Linked DNA regions of Mus musculus: regions 1, 2, 4, 5, 6 and 7 are each linked to region 3. Evidence: chromatin contacts called from public HiChIP or PLAC-seq and promoter capture Hi-C data. All regions are on one chromosome and are shown on one strand. The core of a region is the stretch at or near the end of the contact, and the rest is flanking DNA. Distances in the headings are between cores, read along the strand shown. Region 1 has its middle 44 kb from the start of Rragc. Region 2 holds the start of Ndufs5 (NADH:ubiquinone oxidoreductase core subunit S5). Region 3 holds the start of Utp11 (UTP11 small subunit processome component). Region 4 has its middle 63 kb from the start of Gm40241. Region 5 has its middle 69 kb from the start of Gm40241. Region 6 has its middle 18 kb from the start of Gm40241. Region 7 overlaps Rhbdl2 (rhomboid like 2).

Region 1 (3,087 bases), core at 421-2,920, 730 kb after region 3:
ACATGCTAATTAATTAATTTAATTAATCAATTCATTAAAAGATGGGCATGGTACTGCATATCTGCAATGCCAATACCAGGAAGACAGAGTCAGGAAGATTCTGAGTTTGAGGCCGACCTGGGCTACATAGTGAGAGTCTGCCTCCAAAAAAAACCAATGTTTTTAAATTCAATTAAAAGAGTCATTTTGGGCTGAAACTCTCAAGGGTCTTTGCAGGAACAGAAGCAGCTGAAAAGATCTGCTTAAAGTTTAAAATGTTTGGATATAAATATTTTTAGCGTCTGCAAGCCACCCATATGTACACGCGCTCCGCAGCTCCCCTTTCGCCTCCTCGCTGCTCTGGAGGGTGACGTGAGTCTCATCCACACAGGAAGGATCTAAACGACCTGATGATTACAGGATAATATTCATACGATGAGGTTAAAAGCACTGGCTGCAAAGTTCTTTCATAAGCCACAAGAGGGGAAAATAATTTATGAGAACACGAACAATTAGCACTTTGTAAAAAAGAAATAATGCGCTTCACTTGATCCCTATATTTAACATCAATTAAAGATTATCCTCATGAATGAAACCCGACCTGGAAATTAACAAGGGATTTAAATTGCATTATGCAAGCAAGAGAGAGGAGCCTGAACATTGGTTCAGGGTTTCCAAGATCCACAAATTCATCTGAGCAGGGTAGCCTGGCCATTCCTTCCCGTTTCTCTGAGATTCAGGAAGCTGCCGATGCGCCACATGGGCGCCTCAATCTTTGCTTCAGCAAAACCAAAGAAAGGGGGAAGCGTGATAAAAAAAAAAAGAAAGAAAAAGAAAAAAAAATCCCCGCATAGCTGCAAACACAAGGTTGGCACCCTTCATTTTTAAAAATAACTTCTGGGTCATTTTTTTTTAAACTGATAAAACTGACCCGGAGAGTCCCTGAAAAGGGATGTCTGTAATGCTCCAGGACTAGACCATCTCCTCAAGTGAGCCCAGAGGGCAAGAACCAGCTGAGAAATTATGTTCCGAGTCAACTGGTTCCAAGGCACTGAATTTTTCTCTCCAACAAAACGAGAAGCTCAAAAGAGATAAAATGAGCTGGATGCGGTGGTTCACAGCTGCAATCCCAGCACGTAGGCGACTGAAGCCGGAGGAGTATTTCAAATTCAAAGCTATCCTGTGCCTCATAGTTTGAGGCTAGCCTAGGCTACATAGCCAGACACCTCCATCTCTAGGAGGTGGGGACAAGGGAGTAAAACAACTATCAGAAAACAAGCGTGGGCTCTAGATACTTTTTAAATTTAAATTTTTATTTTTTATTTGTACATACGTGTGTGTGCCCACAGAGGACAGAAGAGGGCGTCAGAGGGCCTGGATCCGAAATTTCAGGAGGTTGTGAGCTGCCAGATGTGAGCTTTGGGATCCCAGCTTGATTGCTCTAAACCACGGACTCCTTTCTCCAGCTACTTTGTGTCCTCAGCAACCTGCTCACTGGATCAGGATAGTTGTCCCTAGGTCTGGATCTTGACCTAGGTTCGGAGGTTTCTGAGGCTCACTTGTGTTTATGGAGGCAGAGAAAGCCGCAGAGAGGGCATGCTCAGAGCCCCAGGCGCTCCAGAGCCTGTATCCAGAATGGAGAGGGAGCTCTGACTTTGCTGTCTTCTGACACAAGCACCCTGCGGCTTCTGGGGGTGGCTGGAAAAGGACACGTCAGGAACACGACTCTGATGCTGATTGCTAAGAATTGTCGCACAGGGAGAAGCAGAGTGATTCTTGCCATCTTTTAGACCCCCTGGAAGAAAAGGGTCTTGTTCGCAGCATGGAAGGTGTGCCCTGAGAAACTGACTGTGGCTTGTGTCGTCCCCCCCCCCCGCCCCCCGTACTGCGGACCTTACTACATGCAAGTGATAAGGTTATTGTTCCCAGTGCTGGATCTGGGGACAACTTAGCCCCTTTCAGAGGGGTGGGAGGCCTATCTCTTGCCCTCCCGCTTGCTGTGTGGATTGGTTTCGTCATTGTTATCTTGGGAAAAGAGAAAGCAGATGTTAACCATTACCCCTTGAGAATTCACCTTGCTAGGCTGTAAAATTCTGCATTATTAACATTCCAAAATTCTTCCATTCTCTGTGCACATCTTAGATGGGGGTGTGCTCGTGTGTGTGAATATTTGAGAATTCAAAACTGTGGAGAGGATAGAGGTGGCAGAAGTTTATTAAATTGGCCCAGGGCGGTTTTGAAATTTGAAAGTTTCTCACACTCCATGGCTCTGGGCCAACTCCCAGCTGGCTCAGCTGAGCAGCCCACACAGGGCTCAGTCACCAAGGTGCGGTCCCTCTGTCCTCACAGAGATGAAAGGCTAGCATTTGAGGGTGCTAAGGGAGGAGGCCTTAAGATTTGTCCAGCTCCAGCTAGGTCACACTGAGAACAGTCGAGATAGCCTATGGGAGACACTCAGGTGACTTAGTGGTGAATGTGTGAAATCTTGAAGCATTGGTGATAGTTACACATAAGTCCTCCCAGGGTGAGGTGATAGCTCCCTCCAGAAGCCAGTGGTGGAACCTATCAGATCTGCCTGACCCACAGAGGAGTCGGAGGCTTACATTGTTGTTGTTGTTGTTGTTGTTGTTGTTGTTGCTGCTGCTGCAGTGGTGGTGGTTGTTGCTGTTATATTGTCATTCCCATTTTTCTCTGTTTGATGGGAGAAAGGAGGAAGCAAAACCAAATATTTATGAAACTCTTGCAAACACAGACACGTGCTTTTGCCCCAGGATGACAGCAGGTTCTGGTGGCCATAGAGCCAAGCGCTGATATCCAAAGCTTTGAAATCAGAGGACTTGGGCTAACTTCTGCCTCTGTGCCTTTTCAGCTGTATTACCTTAACAGTGCTAAGGAGCCAACCTGACCCTCAGTCTCCACCTCTGTGAAATGGGAACATCAGCAACACCTGTGCTATAGGGGCACTCTGAAGACAAATGAAGGGACATAAAACACAGTCTCTGGCATGTGTGAGGCGCCCAAGAAATGCAAGTAGAATGTTTTATTATCTTTTAATTATTTGTTTATTTGTTTCGCTTTATGTGTATGCATGTATGTATGTGTACCACA
Region 2 (3,282 bases), core at 537-3,036, 980 kb after region 3:
ACCATCCGTAATGAGATCTGACGGGCTCTTATGGTGTGTCTGAAGACAGCTACAGTTTACTAAGATATAATAAATCTTAGAGAGAGAGAGAGAGACAGAGAGAGAGAGAGAGAGAGAGAGAGAGAGAGAGAGAGAGAGAGAGAGAGAGAATGGACAGAGATCTGAGAACTGCCACCTTTGCCATGGACTGGGCTCACTGGTCATGAATGTGCTAGCATATGGTGCCCTGGCTTCTAGCCCTAGAACTGCAAGGGGCTAGTTACCTGATGGCATTTGAGCACATGAGACCCTTAAGCAGGCCTTCACAGTGGCATAAGGAGAGGGGTGGGTTGGAAAGGGTGGCCATCAGTTCCGTGCCATTAGAACTTTGTGAGTATGGTTCACTACTTCCATAATGAGCCAATATTTGACTGGACACAGGCTGAGTGCTCAGAAAACTTTAATTGAACTGAAACCAGTTTCATATGGGACATCCAGCCGATGGAAGGGGGTGAGTGGAGCAAGTTGGAGTGATTGAATGAAATTAATAAATTGTGGACTCTCTTACTAGGGTTTCTATTGCTGTAAAAAGACTTGTGACCATGGCAACCATTTAATTGGGGCTGGCTTACAGTTTCAGAGGTTAGTCCACTATCATCATGGCAGGAAGCATGGCAGCATGCAGGAAGGCATGGTGTTGGAGAAGGAACTGAGATTTCTACATCTTGATCAACAGGCAGCAAAAGGAGACTAATCCACACTAGGCTTGACTTGAGCATAGGAGACCTCAAATCCCTCCCCAAAAGTGACACACTTTCTCCAACAAAGCCACACATACTCTCACAAGGCCACCCTTCCTAATAGTGCCACTGCCTATGAGGCAAGCATTCACACACGTGAATCTATGGGGGCCATTCCTATTGAACCCACCACATGGACTTCGGGAATTTTCTCCAGAAACTGTTCATTCGCAGGCACAGCATCTGTCTTATAGGCCAGGCCAGCCTTGAACTCAAGAGGATACATCCTCCTGTCTCAGCTTTCTGATTGCTTTGGTGCAAATGTCAGCTAATACATCAAAGAACGTTTTCATCATGTCACAGTATAAAGAAGTCCCTATAGTAACTCTATAGCTGTTTGTTTGTAACAAGATCTCACTATGTAGCCTTAGTTGGCCTAGAACTCATAGACATCCACCTGTTTCCGTTTCTTAATTTCTGTGATTTAAAGGCCTGAGCCACCACGTTAGGCACTATTATCTTTCTTTTAAGATTTACTTTATGTGCGAGAGTTTTGTCTTCATGTATGTGCACCATGTGTGTGCTCCTGGTATTGCTGAGGTTAGAAGAACTATGTTGGGTCCCCTGAATCTAGAGTTAAACCGAGGACCTCTCCCAGATCAACAAATGCTCTTAACCTCTGAGCTGTCTCTCCAGCCCGGCTATTATGTTTATTACCAAAAAGGGAAACTGCCACCGTGAAACTGGGAAACAGTCACACAAGTTTTGGGGTCACGGCACACGAGCTTTAATCACCACATTTCCTTGGGGTGAGGGAAGCACTACTCTTTCTCGAGTGTGACCTTGCTCAAGTAGCACAACAATCAACGGTCACGACAGTGCTGAAAGGGAGAACTCACTACCGGGCGCAGTAGTATGGGGAAAGTCGGTTTATCAGCTGTCAGCGTCTGGAGGCTGGGCTGCTTGCTGCGCAGGCGCAGACCCGCTGTGCTTGGTTTCTACAGTTCCTCGGCCGGTGGTTGATTTACGGCGTCGCTCTGGAGATGTCGTGCTGCGGGCGTCCTTTACGGCAGGCGTCTGCGTCCTCCCGCAGCCGGCGGTCGGGAATTGCACCAGGGACCTGACAAGGGCACTGCAGAGGTGCGGTAGGCGCTGCTGTGTCCGCACAGCCAAGAAGTTTCGTTCAGGATTAGCTCCTTGACACATTTCCTCTCTCTGTGGGTGGCCCAGGTCTGGGCGTGTCCTCCTGCCTTCCCTTCACCCCGTAACTAGGTCGTCACCCCCACCCCCGGCCCTCCGGAGCAAATCCACCGTCTGCCGGACTCCTGCCTTGGCCTCCTTCCTACCCTGACATCCCGCTCCTTTTTGTTTTTGTTTTGAGACAGGGTTTCTCTGTGTAGGCTGGAATTCACTCTGTAGACCAAGCTGGCCTTGAACTCACAGAGAAGCATCTGCCTCTGTCTTCCAAGTGTTGAGATTAAAGGCGTGCACCACATCCTGATTTTGGTCCCCAGAGCCCTCTACTTTCTTCCTGTTGTGCACTTGGCTCAGCAGCCGCTCCAGAGCCTCTGTCCGTCCTCATTGTCATAACTTCTGTTGTCTATGTTTGTGTGTGTGTGTGTGTGTGTGTGTGTGTGTGTGTGTGTGTGTGTGAGAGAGAGAGAGAGAGAGAGAGAGAGAGAGAGAGAGAGAGAGAGCGAGAGAGAGAGCGATGTAGATCCTCCTCTGGGACTTTTTCTATTCTCCCAATGGCTTCCTCCCCCGAATTCTTACTCAGGTTCCCAGTGTGGGTCTCCAGTGCTTATGATGAGCCGTTTCCCCCATTTGCCTCTGACATACACAGTAAATGACTAAAAGAATGGGAGGGAGCTTTATAAATTAAATTCACCTAAATGTCCGCGTACAGGATGGTTTTGATGTGGGTGCTGCGCTTGCTTTCCATTCTTAAGCACATTTGTCGTTTGGGATTATTTTGTTCTATGTCAACTTTACTATGTATTTTCCATATGTTCTTTTTGCTTAATGTATGTCATATTCTACTGAGCACCAGAATCTATCCACTGCTTTATAGTTGTACGTGTAAGTTGTTTGAGATTTCCTGATTTTTTTTATTTTTTTACAAAATTTTAATTTGACTTGTTCATTTATTTTTAGCAGTTAACTAGCATCTGCTCGATTTTGCTCTCAAAACAAAAGCAGTAGGAAAAACATAGAAGTAAATAGACTGTTACAGTAATGGACGAAGTACTTTTGGGGGGGGGGGTTCGAGACAGGGTTTCTCTGTGTAGCCCTGGCTGTCCTGGAACTCACTTTGTAGACCAGGCTGGCCTCGAACTCAGAGATCTGCCTGCCTCTGTCTCCCAAGTGCTGGGATTAAAGTCATGTGCCACAACTGCCCGGTGGACAAAGTACTTTTTAAAGTTTTAATTATGTGTGGATGTATGACTGTGGGCATGTGAGTGTAGCTACTCCGTGAAGCCAGACACATCATACGGCCCTGAAGCTGGAGCTGCAGCTACTTGTAAACCACCCAAAGTGGTTGCTGAGACTCCAGCTCGAGTCC
Region 3 (3,595 bases), core at 683-3,182:
GGACAAGGCAGGAGTGGATACAGCTACCATCCGGTCATTCTATCAGATAGCTAAGCTTCTTGAGATGTGGCTAGGAAGGTAGTACCAGACTAGATGATGAAGTAGCTTGTTTCCAAGGATGACAAACCAAACAGAGTTTTCCCTCACACATGTGGACCTAACTGGGCAAAAAAAGATCAAGTGTAGAGGCAGGAAAGAGACTTTTTGTACTGTGACCTTTTTCATATCCACTTGTCCCCTGGACTCTCTGAAGAGGGCTTCCATGTGTTCTTCAGTAGGAGAGACTTTACCAGGGTCAGGTAAAATGGATGCAATTAAAGAGTCTGGAAGCCTGTGTCGTGGTACATGTCTTTAATCCCAGCACTTGGCAAGTGGATGTCTGTGAATTCGAGGCCAGCCTGGTCTACATTGTGACTTCTAGGACAGCTAGGACTACATTGTGACATCCTGTCTCAATAAAACAAAAACAACAAGGAGCTGGCTGAAGATTAGTCTCCCATAGTGGAAAAGATTCCAAATGCCAACAGATGAAAACATACGGGGGTGGGGTGGGGGTGGGGGTGGAGGGTGGCAGGCATGGGGGGGGGGAGAGCACAAACAAACCCAAACATTGCTGTGATGCTTGGCTGGGTCCAACTCTCTCTTGTGCTACTTAAAGGTAGCTTTAGTGGTGACAAAAATAACAGGATGGCTGGGCACACTGTCACACACTTGTAATCCCAGCTCTTTGCAGACGCAAGAGATCACTGTGAATCTGAGGCCAGCTTGATCTATGAGTGTCAGTGCAGCCAGGCCTACATAGCTAGACACTGCCTCAAAACATCAAACCTAATCAGACTAAGTCAACCCCAATAAAACAAACTAACAAAACAAAACAAAACAAAAACAGAAACAAATCAATTTTATTGTGAACCTGCTAACAAGTAAACCCAACATTAAGCACTGAAAACATATGTCTTTTAAACCTCAAAATCCTGAGGGTATAGTATTATTTTATTATTTTACAACTAGATGTGGATACCAAGCCTCAGCAAAACTAACTTTCCTTGGTTAAGAGCAGAGCTGGCACCAGAACACTCCCTCCACAGTTCGCGGCTCTCTATCCATCACATTAACTACCTTATGTTAAGTCGGCCAGCTAGACGCACAACTTTGATGGCTGTGAAGGACTCGGAACTTTATTGCTATTAGATGATTCTTTTCTACTCTGCTTATAGATACAGTTCTGCCACTCAGAGCCCTTGATACTCCTATGAGCAAGACCAGTCTGCTATTATTATGTTCGTTTTATGGGTGAGAAAAATGATGCTCTTTAAAGTCAAGCAATCAGCTCAGAGCCACGCAGCCAGAAGTCAGCTGAGGAGCCAAATATGGTTTTAAAGTACTCTTTCTAGTATACTGTAAGATTCACATTATTTCTAGTTTTTGGTTTGTTTGTTTTTGTTTTGTTTTTAGACTGCGATTTATTTTACTATGTAGCCCTGGCTGGCCTGGCAATCACTATGTAAGACCAGGTTAGCCTTGAACTTACAGAAAATTGCCAGCTTCTACCTCCAGAGAGCTGGGGTTAAAGGTGTGAGCCACGTTCTAGTTCTACTTAGAATCTTAACCCACACCAAGTCTCAGGTGACAGCACATGCGCACACGCAAGCCGAGCGTAGCCAGAGAGCAGTGCCAGCCATGTGTTCCCAGATGCCAACGTGCGGCCTGGAGCGAAGTCTAGGTCTCTGGACCAGTGGACGTTCTCTGCGAACCGAGAGCTGTGAAAGAATCCCAAGACTCTAGCTTTGGAAACTACATCTCCCAGAACCCTCCGATTCAGGCCGCTTGAGAGGGGCTGTATTTCCGGTAAAGCAGGCTTCTGATAGGCTGCATTGCAAGCCGCGTCTTGGGCCTGCTTCCGGTGTCTTGGCGGACGCGGCGGGGTGGGTAGTGCTGTCGTGGTGGTGGAGTTTGCTGAGCATTTCCTAGACCTCAGTAGGCATGTCGGCGGCTTTTCGCAAGGCAGCCAAGACCCGGCAGCGGGAACACCGAGAACGAAGCCAGGTAGGCCCTCGCAAGCCTCAGGGGCGCCTGCAGTGGCCCCCGCCCCCTCGCTGTCCCTGCATCCGGATACGGGACAGCGCATCTGCCTTCAGTCAATACCCAACACATGGGGCCTGACCCCAGCGTGCCTTGTCGGGGAGACCCAGGGACAGGGTAGGAGGATTGTCATTCTCTACGGTAGAGGGTCAGTGGGTAATTGAGTGAGGCAGGGTGTGCTAGAGGCCTTTCCCTGGGAACTTGAGACCAAAGTCAAAGGAATGTAACCGAGTGACCAGCGACAGTAGGCGCCTCACAACCGACGCATGCCCGGGTGTTCCTAAACTGGGCCCAACTTTTGGCATGGGATTTGCGGTTCGTGTAGATCTGTCATATGCTTCCCCCTAAAATCGTGGCACTTTCCTTATCCCTTCTGGAGAATGTCTTGACCATTTACAAACTTTGCTGGACCTCATAGCCCAGGTCTATAATGGCATCTACCCAAGAGGCCAAGGCAGAAGGATCCCAAAATCGGGGCCTGTCTGGGTCACTTAGACCTGACTCAAAAATCTAAAAAAATTCTAGACATAGGCCTCAATGGTGAACTGCTTGCCTAGCAAGTAAGGGCAGTAGGCGTAGTCCTTGGTAAGAAGAAAAAAAGGAGGGAAGTGGGGAGTTCCCCCACTTAATTTAGTTAGAATAAATAGGTGTGGATTTACTCAGGAGAATGTGTTAGGGTTTGGATATGCAATACAAATAAAGATGTATGCAGAATCACTTTATCCACTTTGCCATTCTCAGAAATTACATCATAACTGGTTCAAACAAGCTTTTAACAAGCCTTGGAGAGAGGGCTTAGCCGTTAAGAGTACTCGGCTGCTCTCTCAGAGTTCAAATCCTAGCACTCACATTGTGGGTTCACAAATAGCTTTAACTCCACTCTAGGAATTCCACCACCCCCTCTGGCCTCCATAGGCCCTGCACTCACATTCATTCATATTCTTTATCTCTCTCTCTCTCACACACACACTAACTTTTTTTTTTTTTTTTTTGGTTTTTCGAGACAGGGTTTCTCTGTATAGCCCTGGCTGTCCTGGAACTCACTTTGTAGACCAGGCTGGCCTCGAACTCAGAAATCCGCCTGTCTCTGCCTCCCAAGTGCTGGGATTAAAGGTGTGCGCCGCCACCACTGCCCGGCCACACTAACATTTTTTAAATTAAAAGATTACTGAGTGTGAGTGTGTGAGCGGGTGTTTGTGGGAGCACATCCTGGGCCAGGGTTGTGATTTGTCCGACATCCTGACGTGGGTGCTGGGATCTGGAAGAGGAGAATCTGTGTTTAACTGTTAAGCCGTCTTTTTACTCCTCAAACAAATATTTTTTATTATTATTTTTCTTTTCTTTTTAAAGGCAAGAGGATCAATAGTTCAGGGAACGCATCAGATTTTAGGATGTTCTGGGCTCCATGAGACAGGATCTCAACAAAACAAAACAGGCTGGGAAAGTGGTGCAGCTAGCAGATGTGCTTGCCGCACAGCCTGGCAGCCTGAGTCAGACCCTCAGGACTCATTCA
Region 4 (3,584 bases), core at 871-3,370, 700 kb after region 3:
ACCCAGTCACTCCCCACCCAGCAGCCACAGGGATCTTCCTTAATGGGCAAACGCTGAAATCCTAGGTCTCTTTGTGATAAGTAAGGCTGAAGAGATGGACCCCTTCTTCTCCAGCGTTACCCCTGCACTTTATGTAGGTCCTTACCACCCACTATTCCTGAGGCTTTTTCCGGTACCTCACCAGTTCCTCACTTTCCATGACCCCACGAGTCCCATGGATGCTTCCCCTGAGAGTTCCCTTGGCCTCTGCTCTTCCCTATTCCTCAGGAGCTTGGCTTCCTTCCATAGATGGTCCAGTTCCTCGGGAGAGAGAAAGCTGCCAAAAGCATGGCTCTGCTCCCTCCTGTGTTCCTGTGATTGGCTTGCCCTGCTCAGGTTACAGCGGCCGAAGGCTGGGGCCGGTTCTAAGAAGGAAAATGGCCGTGGTAACCTCAGCCAGTGGGTCCAAACCCAACAAGCTCCGTCCCCTTACCCTCTTCAAAGTCTGTCTAGAAGAGGCGTGCGCGATGCCAGGCAGACAACTCAGACATGTACTTAATGTGCTCTTGTGTGACCCGACAATTGGGTCATTCCAGGGCATCATGGTTCAGCCATCGGAGAGGGTGGGCTGGGTCATTCCAGAAGCAAACATTTGTATTCCCCATGACTTCATTTTCTGGTATCCCAATCACTTAAAAACTGAAAAAAGAAAAAAAAAAAAAAAAAAAAAAAAAAGAACAGGATGTCTCTTCTTTGCCCGAATACCTAATTATCAAGAATACTGAAACTGTTTATATCATTTTAGGGGAATAAGATAAGAAAAGATCTTAAGAGGAAACATGACCCATACTTTAAGAGATGGACATCATATGCGGGAAAGCATTGCGAATGAGATCAATATCAACAGGGTTCACTGTATTTTAAACAGCGGGATTCAAGTGGGCTTTTACTCATAACGCAATGAACAGCCCCTTGCATTATGCTGTGACATCAGGGAGAAAGAGAGACAGAGGAACAAGCGGTGGCCAGATGCTTATGTGGGGTCCAAAATGCAGCCAAACTAAAATGGACTTTTCCAGAAAACCAAACAAATTAGACGCAGGAACCATCCGTCTACTGAAAACCCCTGTGCTCCTGCTTTCCAATTTATAATGGGGCTGGAAGGTGTCTCTCTCCCCAGTTCCACATGAGCTACTTGACTCTAACCTTGAACTTAGAATGGAAAATCCGGAAGGAGCAGGGACAGGGTCTTTGGTCTGGATGGGGCTGTAACCCTCACTTGAAATTATCTACCTAGCTAACACCAGATTTTGACCATAAATCCACAAGGTAGTAAACAGATTGCCCTGGGAACATTGGATTTAGTATCCTCCCAGAATTCCCACTATCTGAAAATGTAAATATCACTTAAGGAGTGATTGTTACAAGTTATGTCACTGAAAGCCAGTCTCAGAGACACACTTATTTCTCCCGGGGTTGGTGATGGTGGCGGTTGGGGGAGGGGGTGCTTTCGGAGTTTAGTTTGTAGTCTGAGCTCAAGCTTGCCCCACGGTGCTCAGCACCATTTTGCAGGGCTTCTGGTTAAACATTCCATTTTGATTAGAATGGAAAGACTCGGCACATCTGAACACCCCCAACCCCCGAAGCTCCTGCCACCTCTCCTGGATCCATGCAGAGAACAAGAGGAAGTCTGGAGTCCTAGGAAGTAGCCTGCCATGTACGTGGATATTTCTAATTTACGGGTAGAAAACTCTCCAGTTAAAAAACAGGCTAGCTAGTAATCTATTTAAAACCGCGGCTGACATGATAAATGAAACAGAATAAATGTATACAGCGAGTGAGCCTCGGCGGGAACACGGGGAGTGTGGGGGGGACCGGAGCGCTTCTGCTGACAGCGACTTTCCATCAGTGGCCTGTCTCTCTTGGAGGCAGCTGTCAATCACAGGCCAGCCCGCGCTCCCGGGGGAGTTCATTGTGCCCGCAGACAGTTGTGGAATAACTGCTCCTAGGCGTCGGAGCAGCAGATGGAGTGTATCTGTCAATCATTGTCACTAATTATTAACTTCTGTCACTCAGAGCAAGGCAACATCTCGGCGCCTGATCCGCTGTGATTTGATCTGCCACGCCACCTCGGAGACAGACGGAGCAACCCTTCATTCCGGTCACACTCGCAGCACTTTGCTGGGTCAGCCGCTGTGACTCAGTGCTGCGCCCCAGACCGGGCTGGCGCACGTGGCTGTGCACACGCGCCCTGCCTTCCAGGAGGCGCAGCCACCGCGAGAGGCCTCCCGGGGCCCAGGCCAGGGGCGCCGGTGCCTACTCATTAATTATTAAAGGAGGGCGGTTTTATCTTGTCCGCTGGCAGAATCGAGGCCAGAGTAGAAGAAAAAGACCAATTTGGAGGGTTTTCTTCTCTTTGCTCCACCCGGGGACCAGTGATTATCACTCAAGTTCACATTGATTATATTCCTATGATCTCTTCTCAACCTTGTGATTTGGGAGCTAGAGATGTCAGCCTGAATAATTAATTAAGGCATCTCTGTAGCTGGCTTTGCAAACAGGAGCTGTAACCTGAGTGGGTATTTGCTATGGGTTAGAGTGGGGGAGGGGGACACTCAGAGAGCGTTTTCAGGACAAAATTTGGAGAGGGGGCTCAGGGGTCTTTAAAGCCCAGCTTCTCCCCTCTTTCCTCTCCCACCCCACAAGAGGACACGGCTCTGATCCCTTAAAGAAGATCTCTCACCTGTGAAAATAAGAGCATCGCCTTCCAGGCTGAGCAGACCAGGGCCTCATGGATGCTGCACCAATTGCCCTCTGCAAGTGGGGATGGGAAGATGGGTGAATTAGCCCGGTTAGTCACCTACTCAGCTTCTGAGCTCCTGGGCACCCTAGTATATACCACTTTCCCTCTCTGGCCCAGTATCTCTGCTTATGCCCAAAACTAGAATTACAGAAACTCCCTCAAGTACTAGGGGTAGAGTCCTTACACAGAACGATCAAAGCTTCAACTCTCCCCAACATCATATACACTAGGTGTGGTGGTGCACACCTGCAATCCCAGCAGTAGGAGGCAGAGTCAAGAGGGTGTGCTGTTCAAGGTCAACCCTCAATACATAGTGAGTTCAAGGCCAACCTGAGATATGAGACCTTGTCTCAAAAAAAAAAAAAAAAAAAAAAAATCCAGAACTTCCTTCAATGGAGGCTCCTTGCCTGGATCGTGCAGTTCCCATTTCCATTTCCTTTGCAGACCTTCTCTTCATGGAAGGAACTAGAAGGATGTCCAGGCAGAGCTTGATTCACTACTAAGCCAAACTCCAAAGCCAGAAATCAGAGTCTGACTGCTTTAGAAAGCACAGCCTGCTGCTTGTGACACCTGACAGGGATGCTCAAGGCCACCCAAGACCGGGTCCCCACCAGACTGACTGCTCCAGTTGGAACACATAACCGCAAATGTGGTAGTAGAAGCATCCGGTGTGGTCACAGGTGTGTGCAAGGCCGGGCAGGCTTAGTTCAGTCATGGGATTGCAGCATGGCAGGCTGAGGCTGGCTTGTTTCTGTAAGGTGATCCCGGAGAGCTGCTGTGTCTCCCCATCATCTCTCTTTCT
Region 5 (3,153 bases), core at 26-2,525, 570 kb after region 3:
AATAGTCATATATAACAGCAGTGATGGCAGAAAATACAACTGCTATCATTACGAAGCACTGGGCAGGTGCTATCGCTATGCATATTTTAAATCCTTTAATCCTAATTTCTTGAGGAGGTGTTATTAGGAATAAGGAGGAAACTGAGGAGCATAGGAATTAAGAAACATGTGTGGTTCGTTAACCACAGAGCTAACCACTTCTGGTCCTTCCATCGTCCACCTACTTTGCAAAGGGACCTTGGAAAATCCCCATAAAGAAGCAGAGACACTGGCCAGGCTGTAGTGGCGCACGCCTGTAATCCCAGCACTTGGGAGGCAGAGGCAGGTGGATTTCAGAGTTCGAAGCCAGCCTGGTCTACAAAGTGAGTTACAGGACAGTCAGGACTGCACAGAGAAACCCTGTCTCGAAAAACAAACAAACAAACAGACAAACAAACAAAACAAACGAAGAAGAAGAAGAGGCAGAGGAAGAGGAAAAGAAAAAAAGAAAAAGAAAAAGAAAAAGAAAAAGAAAAAGAAAAAGAGACACTTTTATGCCACTTGAATTCAGTCTTGACTCACTGTGGCCAACAGGATCCCGCAAAAGTGACATGCACTTGTTCTGGGCACATGTGCTTCTACCAACCCTCAGGAGGCTGATCCAACTATTTAAGAGACTTGAGACTGCTTCTCCACAATGGGAATCATGAACAGGATGGCTGGAGTGTGGGAGACACTTTAGCCCAGTGGTTCTCCATCTTCCTAATGCTGCAGCCCTCTAATAAATTAAATTAATACTAATAAAATTAATAATAATAATATAAAATTAACAGTAATAATAACAATTATGTTGCACATTATATTATATTAGATAATTTTTTGAGACAGGGTTTCTCTATGTAGCCCTGGCTGTCCTGGAACTCACTCTGTGGATCAGGTTGGCCTCATATAAATATGCCTGCCTCTGCCTCCAAAGTACTAAGATTAAAGGCATGCACCAATATTGCCTGGCCATAAAATTATTTTAGTTGCTATTTCATAACTGTAATTTTGCTACTGTTATGAATCATAATGTAAATATCAGATATACAGGATATCTGATATGTGACCCCTGTGAAAGGGTCATTGGAACCTTAAACAGGTTGTTGTGACCCACAGGTTGAGAACCATTGCTATAGGGCATCTGTTCCCTGTGGAAACTAGCCCAGGCTTGCCTGCTGGACAGTAAGAGGCAGCATTGAACAAAGAAAGCATTTTGTCCCAGTTCAGGTAGGCCGGCCACTTGCAGCTGACTCATTAGGTAGCCACAGGCACACAGACATGTAAATGGATCCAACTAAGATCAGATGCTCAGTGTCTGTCAACAGAACCTTTCAGCCACCTGCAGGGTAATGAAAAACTTGAAGCTGTCACTAAGTGAACTGCTAGATTTGGAAGTAGCACAATCATTAGTTTTCTGTGTCAACTTGACTGGGCAAAGAGATGCCCAGAGATCTGGTAAAATGCTGTTTCTGGTCATCTCTGAGGCTGTTCTCAGATAGTATCTGCATCAGTGGATGGAGTAAAGATGACTGTCTCCCCTAGTGCGAGAAGGCATTGTTCCATTCAATATGGTGAGGGATTATGTTGAAAGGCACATTCAATCTTTTGTGTTTTGTTTGTTTGCTTTGTTTTTATTTGAGGGTTTAAAGAGCAAACCCCAGGGCTTCATGTGTGCTAGGTAAGGGCTCTACACTCTCATCTCTGCTTGCGCTTCCTGAGCCTGGTGCCTTCTGCCTTCAGACACCATGGTGTTTGTTTTGGCCTCTTCAGACTCAAAGTTATATCCTAGTGATCCCCTGTCTCGCAAACCTTCAGACTGGGACTGAAATGTTCCCTCAATTTTCCTGCTTGCTGGTGGCAATATGGTGGCACTTCGTCACACAAGCTAAGTCTACAATAAATCTCCTTATATTTCGATGTATAGTCTATTGGTTGACATGTCTTATAACACAGCAGTCGCTAACTAGTACAAATTAAAATGATGATTAGAGGCTGAGCCTAACAGGATCCAAGCTTGGACTCTTTCTTGTATCGTAACCTCTAAACACCAGCCAACAGGGTTGAGAGAATTGTCACCCCAAGGGTCAAGAATATCTTGTGCATTGAGAATTAGGGTACTATCTGTTTGAGTGTCAAAGAGAAAGGCATTGATGGCTCATGAGCTGCTAGGTCTGCATGACCTCGACAAGGCACTCCTCTCTCTAGGAGTCTGTGCTCTTGGCCATATGGCTAGGATGATCTGCTCGGCACTAAGGTTTACAGTAGCTGCTTCATTAAGCGATGTGCTATATGCCATGAACGTACACATCTTGCTACTGTGCTGGCTTTGAAGATGGAGGGAGAGGCCATAAAACCAAGGAAGATAAGCAACCTCTAGAAGAGGGAAGATAGCGACAGATTCTCCCTCACAAACTCCACAGTGAACTCAACCCTGCCAACACCTTTATTCTAGACAATTTAGACCCATTTTAGACGTCTGACCTGCAGATGGAAGGGAATAAATATGTATATTGTGTTAATTTAGGGTGGTTCGTTATATCCCACAAGATCTAAATGTACTTCCTGGCTCAGCAGATGGCACTTACAGCGTTTCCGGCACACCAAGATGACCCACTGCTGCTGGTTTTAAGCCTCAGGTGGCTCCTAAAGGTCCCTTGGGATGTTCAGTCGTTGGTCCTATGACTTCTTACAGACTAGGAAGGGGATGTCATGGGATAGCTCTGGCTAATCACTAGGTCCCATTCCCTCTCACCCTCTAGTGGCTGTGCTGAGCTGCAGAGTAGCCAAGGAAGGCCAAGAGCCAAGGGCTCTGGGTAGGACAAGACTGAGGAGGTGGCTCAAAGGATAAAGCACTTACTACATAGGCCTGAAGACCAGAATTATGGTCCCCGGTACCCTCATAAAACCAGATGTGGTTATGAACATCTGTACTTCTAGCAAATCTATGGCAAGATGGTAGACGAAGACAGGCAAATTCTAGCAGCTTGTGGGCCAGCTAGCCTGGCATATACAATGGCCAGCAGGAAGAGACTCGGCCTCATGCAAAGAAGATGGAAGGACTGACACCAAGGTTATTCTCTGACCTCTACCCAACTGCATGCTATATGCATGCCCATACTCACACATGAACAT
Region 6 (3,168 bases), core at 16-2,515, 660 kb after region 3:
AAGATACAAGATGCGGGGCGATCCTTCTTCAAATAGAACTGATTCACCCCCTTCATGAAACCTAGTCGGTGGCCTCTGGGGCCCATGGCATTTTCATGTTCGATGTTCTCATCGTCTCTCCCTCTGCCATCCAAAGCTTGTCCCCCTATCCCCACCTTTCCTACCCAACCTCCTTATCCCTGATCTAGAAATTCCTATTAAAACCCATGAGATCTCACAGTGACTCAGACTCTTGAAGGTGACCCAAAATGTCCAATCAGAGAAGGGAGAGGGTGAGTTCATCGAAGTTGCTCAGAGGTCTGCTTCCACTATCAGGTGTGGGAGGAACACCTGTCAGAGAGTGGCCCGCCCCCCAGCCCTCCTGATTGAAAGGGAAGCAGACAGGATGGGCCACCCAGCATCACATTCTCCAGCTCTTACTCATAGGCCCCAGGAAAACACAAGTTTCAGGGGTCTGCACTGGGACCAGACTTTCTTGTTGCTGTCTACACAAAGAAGGCCTGTACGCACGCACGCGCGCGCGTGCGCATACACACACACACACACACACACACACACACACACACACACATGCTGTTGGGGGTTGGGGGACATCCCAGTGCAGAGGTGGGTCACCTGGCCAGCAGCTTACATCGTTCCCTTTCCCCCCTCAAACCATTCCAGGGGGTCCGTCAAGACACCTCTTTTGTACTTTGCCCGAGAAGAAAGTAAATATTTTTCAATGAAATTCAGCAATCAATTAAACGCCGTCTCTCTTTAATACAAACGTTGAACCAACAGCGGCTGCACATTCCAACAAGAATATTTAAAGCAATTAAACTTTAGCTACTTTTAAAACAAATTCTTTTAAATGCTAATGGCCATTGTTTTCGCACTTCATAAGTAAAATTTTGTGTCGAGCAAGGTTAGATGATTGCAATGATTTAATTGTACTTCTCAGAGAAGAGAAAATGTTAAGAAAAAAAGCTAAGATGGACCTCTTACCACATCCCTACCACAAAATGTCCTGTAACAATAGCAGCGTGATTTGCTGAAATTAAAATGCTATTATGGTGAAATTAGGGCTTCAATATTTTTAGCAGCCTTAATAGGCCTTGCATTTTAAGGGACATCTGATAATAGATAATTACATTTCATCTTAAAGAAACTGAGTTGTTTTCTTAAGGAAAATACTTTTCTTTCTTCCAGAGAGGTTAGAGCCGAGCCATCATTAGAAGCAGCTCTGAGCTCGAGGTTCCTGCTTCGGCTTGGGAAATAGAGATTAGCATATAAATAGCCTTCGGAGCCTGCTTGATTCCAGCTATTTTGCGTTTCAATGTGGCATCAGAATGCACTTAGCAAGAAATGTTCGAGAGGAGAAAGAGGTTTGTAATACGTCGCTTTTATAGAGGGGGGAACTTTAAGTATAAAAGATCACCCACTCTTCTGTGGGCCTTTTTTTTTCTGTATCCTTTCAATACCCCAATTACAGACTCCAAGGAGCCAACGGGCCCCCTAGAACGGATCCTTAGTTTACACTGCAGCTTTTCTCTGGACTGAGAAAATATGTCCAAATGGCCCACAGGAAATAAGACAAATATTCGGGTTTCCTTCTGGATGCGGTAAGGGTCCTGGGGGGCCGCAATGTGCCCTTTATCCTCACTCTCCTTCTACCCATCAGCAGTGGGGACGTGGACGGCTCCTCCAGGTCCCATTTGCTGGAGCAATGAGGGAGATTCCTGGCTGGCTGCCTGAAGGCTAGTTTCTCTCCTGGGAAATCTCAGGGACTGGGCATGGAGCCTGAGGGTCTCTCTGCTCTCCTCCATATTCCCGACTACTGCCAACACACACACACACACACACACACACACACACACACACACACACACACATGGTAGCTAGATGATTTGTACAGGGCACTGGACAGCTGTAGGAAGCGTGCTCAGCTGTTTGCACGGGGCTGGGGAGACAGTGGGTGAATGACATGATTTTTCCTAAATGCTTCAGTGGGAGAGGGATGTAAGCCAGGCACTGACAGCAGAATGACTTTCAAATGGAAATAGGAACCCTCACCAGGACAGAGAAGATAATTTCTCCTACCCTTAATCCATAACCAGGTTACTCACCAAGAGTCTCTTGTCAGTGTGGAGCCCTGGGTTCAAGTTCAGGCTCCTCTGTGAGCTTGATATGTGTATAGAAGTAGAAGCAATGGCAAGCCCTTCCCTACCCCGTCATGAAGAAGATGGATACTTTTCTATAATAAAGGTGACACTCAGGAGGCAAGTAGATCTCTCTGACCTCAAGTCCTGGTCTATATAGTGAGTTCCAGGCCAGTCAGGGCTACATAGTGAGATATTGTCTCCAACCTCCATCCACCAAACCAACCAACCAAACAAACAAACAAGAAAGCAAGCAAACAAACAAACAAAAAACAGAAAGAAGGAAGGAGGGAGGGAGGGAGGGAGGGAAGGAAGGTGTTCTGTTTTGCTTTCTACTGCCGTGATAAACACCAGGACCAAATGCAGCAGGGGGAGGATAGGGTTAATTTCATCTAACAACTCTCCATGGGGGGAGAAGGGGGGCAGGAACCTGAAACAGAAGCCGGGACTGGGGGCTGGGTGTGTTTGTGGGGGTGCTTCTTGGTTCCATTTCCACAGCTTGCCCAATCTGCTTTCTTATATAACTCAGGACCACCCATCCAAAAAGCACTACCCACTGTGGGGTGCCCCCCCCACATCCATCATTTATCAAGAAAATCCAACCCCCAACACCCGTGGACTTGCCCACAGGCCTATATGAGGGAGACCTTTTCTCAAATGAGGTTCCCTTTTCTGAGATGACTCTAGCTTGTATCAAATTGACAAAAACAAAAACAAAAACAGAAACAAAAACAACAACAACAAAAACCAACCCCACCTAACCAGCACACCAAGTTACTGCAGAAAAGTTTAAAAATAGGAACTGAAGACCAAAATAAAGCACATGTGTGCCGACGATTCTCCAAGCTGAATAACTGATTAGGAGGGTCTGAATACTGCAGATCAAAAGCCAAGTTACCTTGGGCTATTTTCAGTGCCTTTGAGAACCATTCACTCTTTGCTTCTGTGTCCGTAACTGTCAAAACCTGTAAGACACGTCTGAGCCATGGCCACTAGCTTTCACCAATCTGAAAAGCTAAGGATGCAATCA
Region 7 (3,269 bases), core at 595-3,094, 890 kb after region 3:
CAGCCCATGTGGGAGAGCCAAGACTGTGCATGCATGTCTGCCATCTTCCCTGGCGTTGCAGCGAAGACATCTGATACAGGATCCTAGCTACAGACCAGCCATCAGAAGCCATTTGTGTTCACCTCTCTTCATGGCTATCCTGCTTGGACCTCCCTACCTGTCTGCCTCTCCCTGATTCATCTGATCTCCATCACCTGAACCTGTGACACTCACCGGTGTCCTTTCCGAATCTCTGCCATCTTACTGCTCCTTTTGATCTCTCCCACGCCTGTATTTCAGTTCGGTCAAGGACCTTGGAAATCTTAGCAACCACATCGGCAACTGTGGAAAAAGACTGAGAACGCCATACCCAGGAGACTGTACGGAGATGAGACAGCATGTGAGGCGCAAGCCGAGGCAGCCTTTGCAAGGCAATCAGGTGGCCTCTTGAGACATAGAATCAGCTATTGAGATAAAGGTTTGGTGGATAAAGGAGTTTGCCACACAAGCCTGGCTACCTGAGTTCAACCCCTAGAGCACACAGAGGAGAAAGGAGAGAACTGACTTATAGAGTTGTCCTCTGACCTCCCCATGCACATCATGGCACACACACAATGAGATTTAAAATATTAAAGTGTAAGCCAGGCCAAGTGTGTGTGGTGGCAGACACTTTGAATCCCAGCACTTGAGAGTCAGGGAGGTGGATCTCTGTGACTGTAAGGCTAACCTGATCTACAGAGTGTTTATCTGGGTTGGTTTTGGTTTTTAAGCCTTTAAAGAAGATACTTCTAGAATTCTACCCAGCAAAGATTATCTGAGTTATTCCACTCTGTTCCAAGGATGTAAATGCAGAAGTATTTACAATACTTAAAAGGCATAAGCAACCCAAATGTCCTCCCATGGGGATGCTGCTTTCTTTTTTTCTTCTTTAGGAATTAGTATGAGTGTCTGCCTGCGTATATCTATGTGTACCATAAACGTGACTGGTGCCCAAAGAGGCCAGACAAAGGCATTGGGTCCTCTGGGATTGGGTTACAGATGGTTGTGAGCCATTGTGTGGGTGCTGGAAAGAAAAGCTGGGTCCTCTGCAAGAGCAGCAGCCAGTGCTCTAACCACTGAGCAATTTCTCCAGTCCTGGATATTGCATTTTATGACAGCTCTAACTTTGGGCGGGGGGGGGGGGGGGGTGGTGGTGGTGATGGTTTTGTTTTTTGACAGAAGCTTGCTCTGTAGCCCTGGCTGTCCTCGAACTCACTATGTAGACCAGACTGGCCTTGAACTCATTTGATCTACCTTCTCTGCCTCCCAAGGGCTAGGATTAAAGGCTTGTGACACCATGTCAGGCTTTTAGGTTTTGTTTGTTTTACAGCATACATCCTATCAATTTTTCCCTATGTAGGGCCTCAGAAAGCAAGTCCAATCTAAAGTGGTTCAATTTGCCCTTGCTTGAGTGCAGGTTGTATATAGATTCCATGGGGTCTGGACAACTTGTAGAAGCACAATTATTAATCAATTAACTTTGGTTTTATGAGACAAAGTATCCTATAGCCCAGGGTCTCCTGTTGCTATTAATTTGATATATATCCAAGGCTAGTCTTAAACTCCTGACCCTCTTCTTGCCTCTGCCTCCCAGATGCAAGGATCGCAGGCACAGGCCCCCCACAGCTAGCTGGAAGGCCCTTTTAGATGAGCAACATATTTCCAGAGGCCAATCAAAACCCAGCAAGGCCCTCAAGGCAAAGCAGGTGGCAATGACCTCAGCATTCTGTCGTTTCTCTGAGATACAAAAGCACCCACAGCTATCCAGTTGCCTGTCCACTCCATGACCGAGTCACTCACGTGGATATTTACTGCTCTGACTGTAGCATTAGTCACTAAGCAAAAATCATGAGGGTTCCTGGCATTTCCTTTCATGCCGGCATGATACACCTCCTAATGTGCTGCCAGGTTCTGCTGCCTAAACTTTGTTGAAATGCCCACCCACTACACACACACACACACACACACACACACACACACACACACACGGCACTGCTGAAAAATGTTCTCACCCTGCCTGCCCATGGGAACAGCTGGGTGGGCAGTTAGGATGCCTCCAGCCTTTTGGTTTACAACGGAGCTGTTCTCCAGGAAACCTTCTGCCTCGGCCTTCTAAATATGGGATTATAGGCACACGCCAACGTTCCCAGCTAGCAACATTCTCTAATAAAAATATAAACACTGCTGGTAACAAATGCCTCTAATCCCAGTTCTCTGGAGGCTGACAAGGAGGATTGAAAGCTAGGACCAACCTGATCTACATAGCAAGGCTGTCTCAAAAATAAAGAGCCAGCAAGATGGTTCTTCAGGTGAACGCACTTTCAGGGCCTAATCAGGGGGGGGGCGGGGGTGATTCCTGGAACCCCTCCCTTAAAAGGGGGGTTGGGGAAAGAAGAAGGAAGTCTGAGTCAGATGTGGTGGCCCAGGCACTTAGGAGGCTGAGGCTGAAGGGATACAACTTCAGTGTCTGGGATATGTTCTGTTAAGACTGTCTCAAAAGTAAAACAATGTTTTAAAAAAGAATTAAAATATGGGAAGCACTTTCTTCCTTTGGGACCTCACCCGGAAAAGGTAGGACTCTGCTTGTTTACCCAAAGCAGCTGCCTTAAAGATAAATAACTAAATAAGGCCAGAGAGAGGCTCGGTGTTTAAGAGCACTGGCTGCTCTTTCAAAGGACTCAGGTTTGATTCTGAGCAGCGATTCTGAGCAGCCATAGAGAGGCTCACAGCATCTGGAGCTCCAGTCTGGCACTTTCTTGTATCCTCTGAGGCCAGCACCAAACACACGATATGTATGTGCAGGCAGAACACCCAGATCCATAGAACAAAATAATAAAAGAAATAAGAACAATAAACGAAAAAAAAAAAAAACCGGTAGGCTTCCTCAGCTTAATTACCCCTGCTGCCAAGCCTAAAGAACGCAGTTTAATCCTTGGAACCCAGAGGGTGGAAGAAGAACCAACTCTGTAAATTGTCTTCTGACCTCCACACATGCACTTGCCTATGTGTCAGGCAGGAGTTCAAGGTCACCTTGTCCCAAACAAACAAATACAAAAAGGAAATAAAACTTTACTAGAAGATAAACCGAGGCATATCTAACTAACCAAGTGTTTCTTTTAGCCCTTGGGACCTCAGGTGCGGCTATCAGCATGGTTGAGTGTTACTAGTCCTGCTGAGTGTTAATGCTCTTGAGGGTTAGAAAGGTGAGCAGTATTGCTGCTGAACATTGTTACACCTGAGTATTAGTTCTT

The links. Promoter capture Hi-C pulls out the DNA fragments that hold promoters and counts their contacts. HiChIP or PLAC-seq counts read pairs in DNA pulled down with a chosen protein or histone mark.
Region 1: an H3K4me3 HiChIP or PLAC-seq map of bone marrow-derived macrophages shows a contact between it and region 3, with 5 times the contacts expected there. The contact joins the enhancer-like site here to the promoter of Utp11 in region 3. A contact is called at or near these places in 24 of 39 promoter capture datasets (the 3T3-L1 cell line, the C10 cell line, the HPC-7 cell line and 14 more), 3 of 15 datasets of contacts at CTCF or cohesin (the NIH/3T3 cell line, large pre-B cells and pro-B cells), 11 of 484 Hi-C or Micro-C datasets (bone marrow-derived macrophages, cortical neurons, differentiating embryonic stem cells and 4 more), 26 of 115 datasets of contacts at active chromatin or transcription factors (the 230-238 cell line, SST interneurons, acute myeloid leukemia and 21 more) and 3 of 9 other capture datasets (adipose tissue, macrophages and pancreatic islet).
Region 2: a contact with region 3 is called in a promoter capture Hi-C map of pre-B cells. The contact joins the promoter of Ndufs5 here to the promoter of Utp11 in region 3. A contact is called at or near these places in 5 of 39 promoter capture datasets (the HPC-7 cell line, hematopoietic stem and progenitor cells, hippocampal neurons and 2 more) and 1 of 484 Hi-C or Micro-C datasets (B cells).
Region 4: a contact with region 3 is called in an H3K4me3 HiChIP or PLAC-seq map of embryonic basal ganglia, with 5 times the contacts expected there. The contact joins the enhancer-like site here to the promoter of Utp11 in region 3. A contact is called at or near these places in 7 of 39 promoter capture datasets (cranial neural crest, embryonic stem cells, frontonasal cranial neural crest and 3 more), 1 of 484 Hi-C or Micro-C datasets (nephron progenitors), 15 of 115 datasets of contacts at active chromatin or transcription factors (astrocytes, bone marrow-derived macrophages, craniofacial prominence and 10 more) and 1 of 9 other capture datasets (embryonic stem cells).
Region 5: a promoter capture Hi-C map of trophoblast stem cells shows a contact between it and region 3, with 3 times the contacts expected there. The contact joins the enhancer-like site here to the promoter of Utp11 in region 3. A contact is called at or near these places in 9 of 39 promoter capture datasets (3T3-L1-derived adipocytes, cranial neural crest, embryonic stem cells and 5 more) and 15 of 115 datasets of contacts at active chromatin or transcription factors (bone marrow-derived macrophages, craniofacial prominence, embryonic basal ganglia and 11 more).
Region 6: a contact with region 3 is called in an H3K4me3 HiChIP or PLAC-seq map of embryonic basal ganglia, with 6 times the contacts expected there. The contact joins the enhancer-like site here to the promoter of Utp11 in region 3. A contact is called at or near these places in 9 of 39 promoter capture datasets (cranial neural crest, embryonic stem cells, frontonasal cranial neural crest and 4 more), 1 of 484 Hi-C or Micro-C datasets (embryonic somatosensory cortex) and 10 of 115 datasets of contacts at active chromatin or transcription factors (T-cell acute lymphoblastic leukemia, acute myeloid leukemia, embryonic basal ganglia and 6 more).
Region 7: a CTCF HiChIP or PLAC-seq map of the NIH/3T3 cell line shows a contact between it and region 3, with 5 read pairs. The contact joins the enhancer-like site here to the promoter of Utp11 in region 3. A contact is called at or near these places in 3 of 39 promoter capture datasets (embryonic stem cells, hippocampal neurons and liver), 1 of 15 datasets of contacts at CTCF or cohesin (the NIH/3T3 cell line), 1 of 484 Hi-C or Micro-C datasets (stem cell-derived neural stem cells) and 2 of 115 datasets of contacts at active chromatin or transcription factors (astrocytes and stem cell-derived neural progenitor cells).

The regions. Positions count from the first base shown.
Region 1 is chr4:123,960,349-123,963,435 of GRCm38.p6, reverse strand. No RefSeq gene overlaps it. Among named protein-coding and RNA genes, the nearest start is that of Rragc, 44 kb to the right of the region's middle. Within about 2 kb of position 1,670, at least 9 of the 459 cell types and tissues checked have an H3K27ac peak or open chromatin away from gene starts, as enhancers often do. A contact at or near this core is called in bone marrow-derived macrophages, where this site is marked.
Region 2 is chr4:123,716,690-123,719,971 of GRCm38.p6, reverse strand. Ndufs5 (NADH:ubiquinone oxidoreductase core subunit S5) reads left to right here and starts at 1,786. Exons shown (of 3, transcript NM_001030274.1): 1 at 1,786-1,859.
Region 3 is chr4:124,691,891-124,695,485 of GRCm38.p6, reverse strand. It overlaps Utp11 (UTP11 small subunit processome component), which reads left to right and starts at 1,932. Exons shown (of 8, transcript NM_026031.3): 1 at 1,932-2,046. The coding sequence starts at 1,984.
Region 4 is chr4:123,989,432-123,993,015 of GRCm38.p6, reverse strand. No RefSeq gene overlaps it. Among named protein-coding and RNA genes, the nearest start is that of Gm40241, 63 kb to the left of the region's middle. Within about 2 kb of position 2,120, at least 49 of the 459 cell types and tissues checked have an H3K27ac peak or open chromatin away from gene starts, as enhancers often do. A contact at or near this core is called in craniofacial prominence, embryonic basal ganglia and liver, where this site is marked.
Region 5 is chr4:124,121,488-124,124,640 of GRCm38.p6, reverse strand. No RefSeq gene overlaps it. Among named protein-coding and RNA genes, the nearest start is that of Gm40241, 69 kb to the right of the region's middle. Within about 2 kb of position 1,275, at least 4 of the 459 cell types and tissues checked have an H3K27ac peak or open chromatin away from gene starts, as enhancers often do. A contact at or near this core is called in trophoblast stem cells, where this site is marked.
Region 6 is chr4:124,034,023-124,037,190 of GRCm38.p6, reverse strand. No RefSeq gene overlaps it. Among named protein-coding and RNA genes, the nearest start is that of Gm40241, 18 kb to the left of the region's middle. Within about 2 kb of position 1,265, at least 39 of the 459 cell types and tissues checked have an H3K27ac peak or open chromatin away from gene starts, as enhancers often do. A contact at or near this core is called in embryonic basal ganglia and embryonic forebrain, where this site is marked.
Region 7 is chr4:123,802,391-123,805,659 of GRCm38.p6, reverse strand. All of the region lies in intron 1 of Rhbdl2 (rhomboid like 2), which reads right to left. Among named protein-coding and RNA genes, the nearest start is that of Rhbdl2, 16 kb to the right of the region's middle. Within about 2 kb of position 1,844, at least 66 of the 459 cell types and tissues checked have an H3K27ac peak or open chromatin away from gene starts, as enhancers often do. A contact at or near this core is called in the NIH/3T3 cell line, where this site is marked.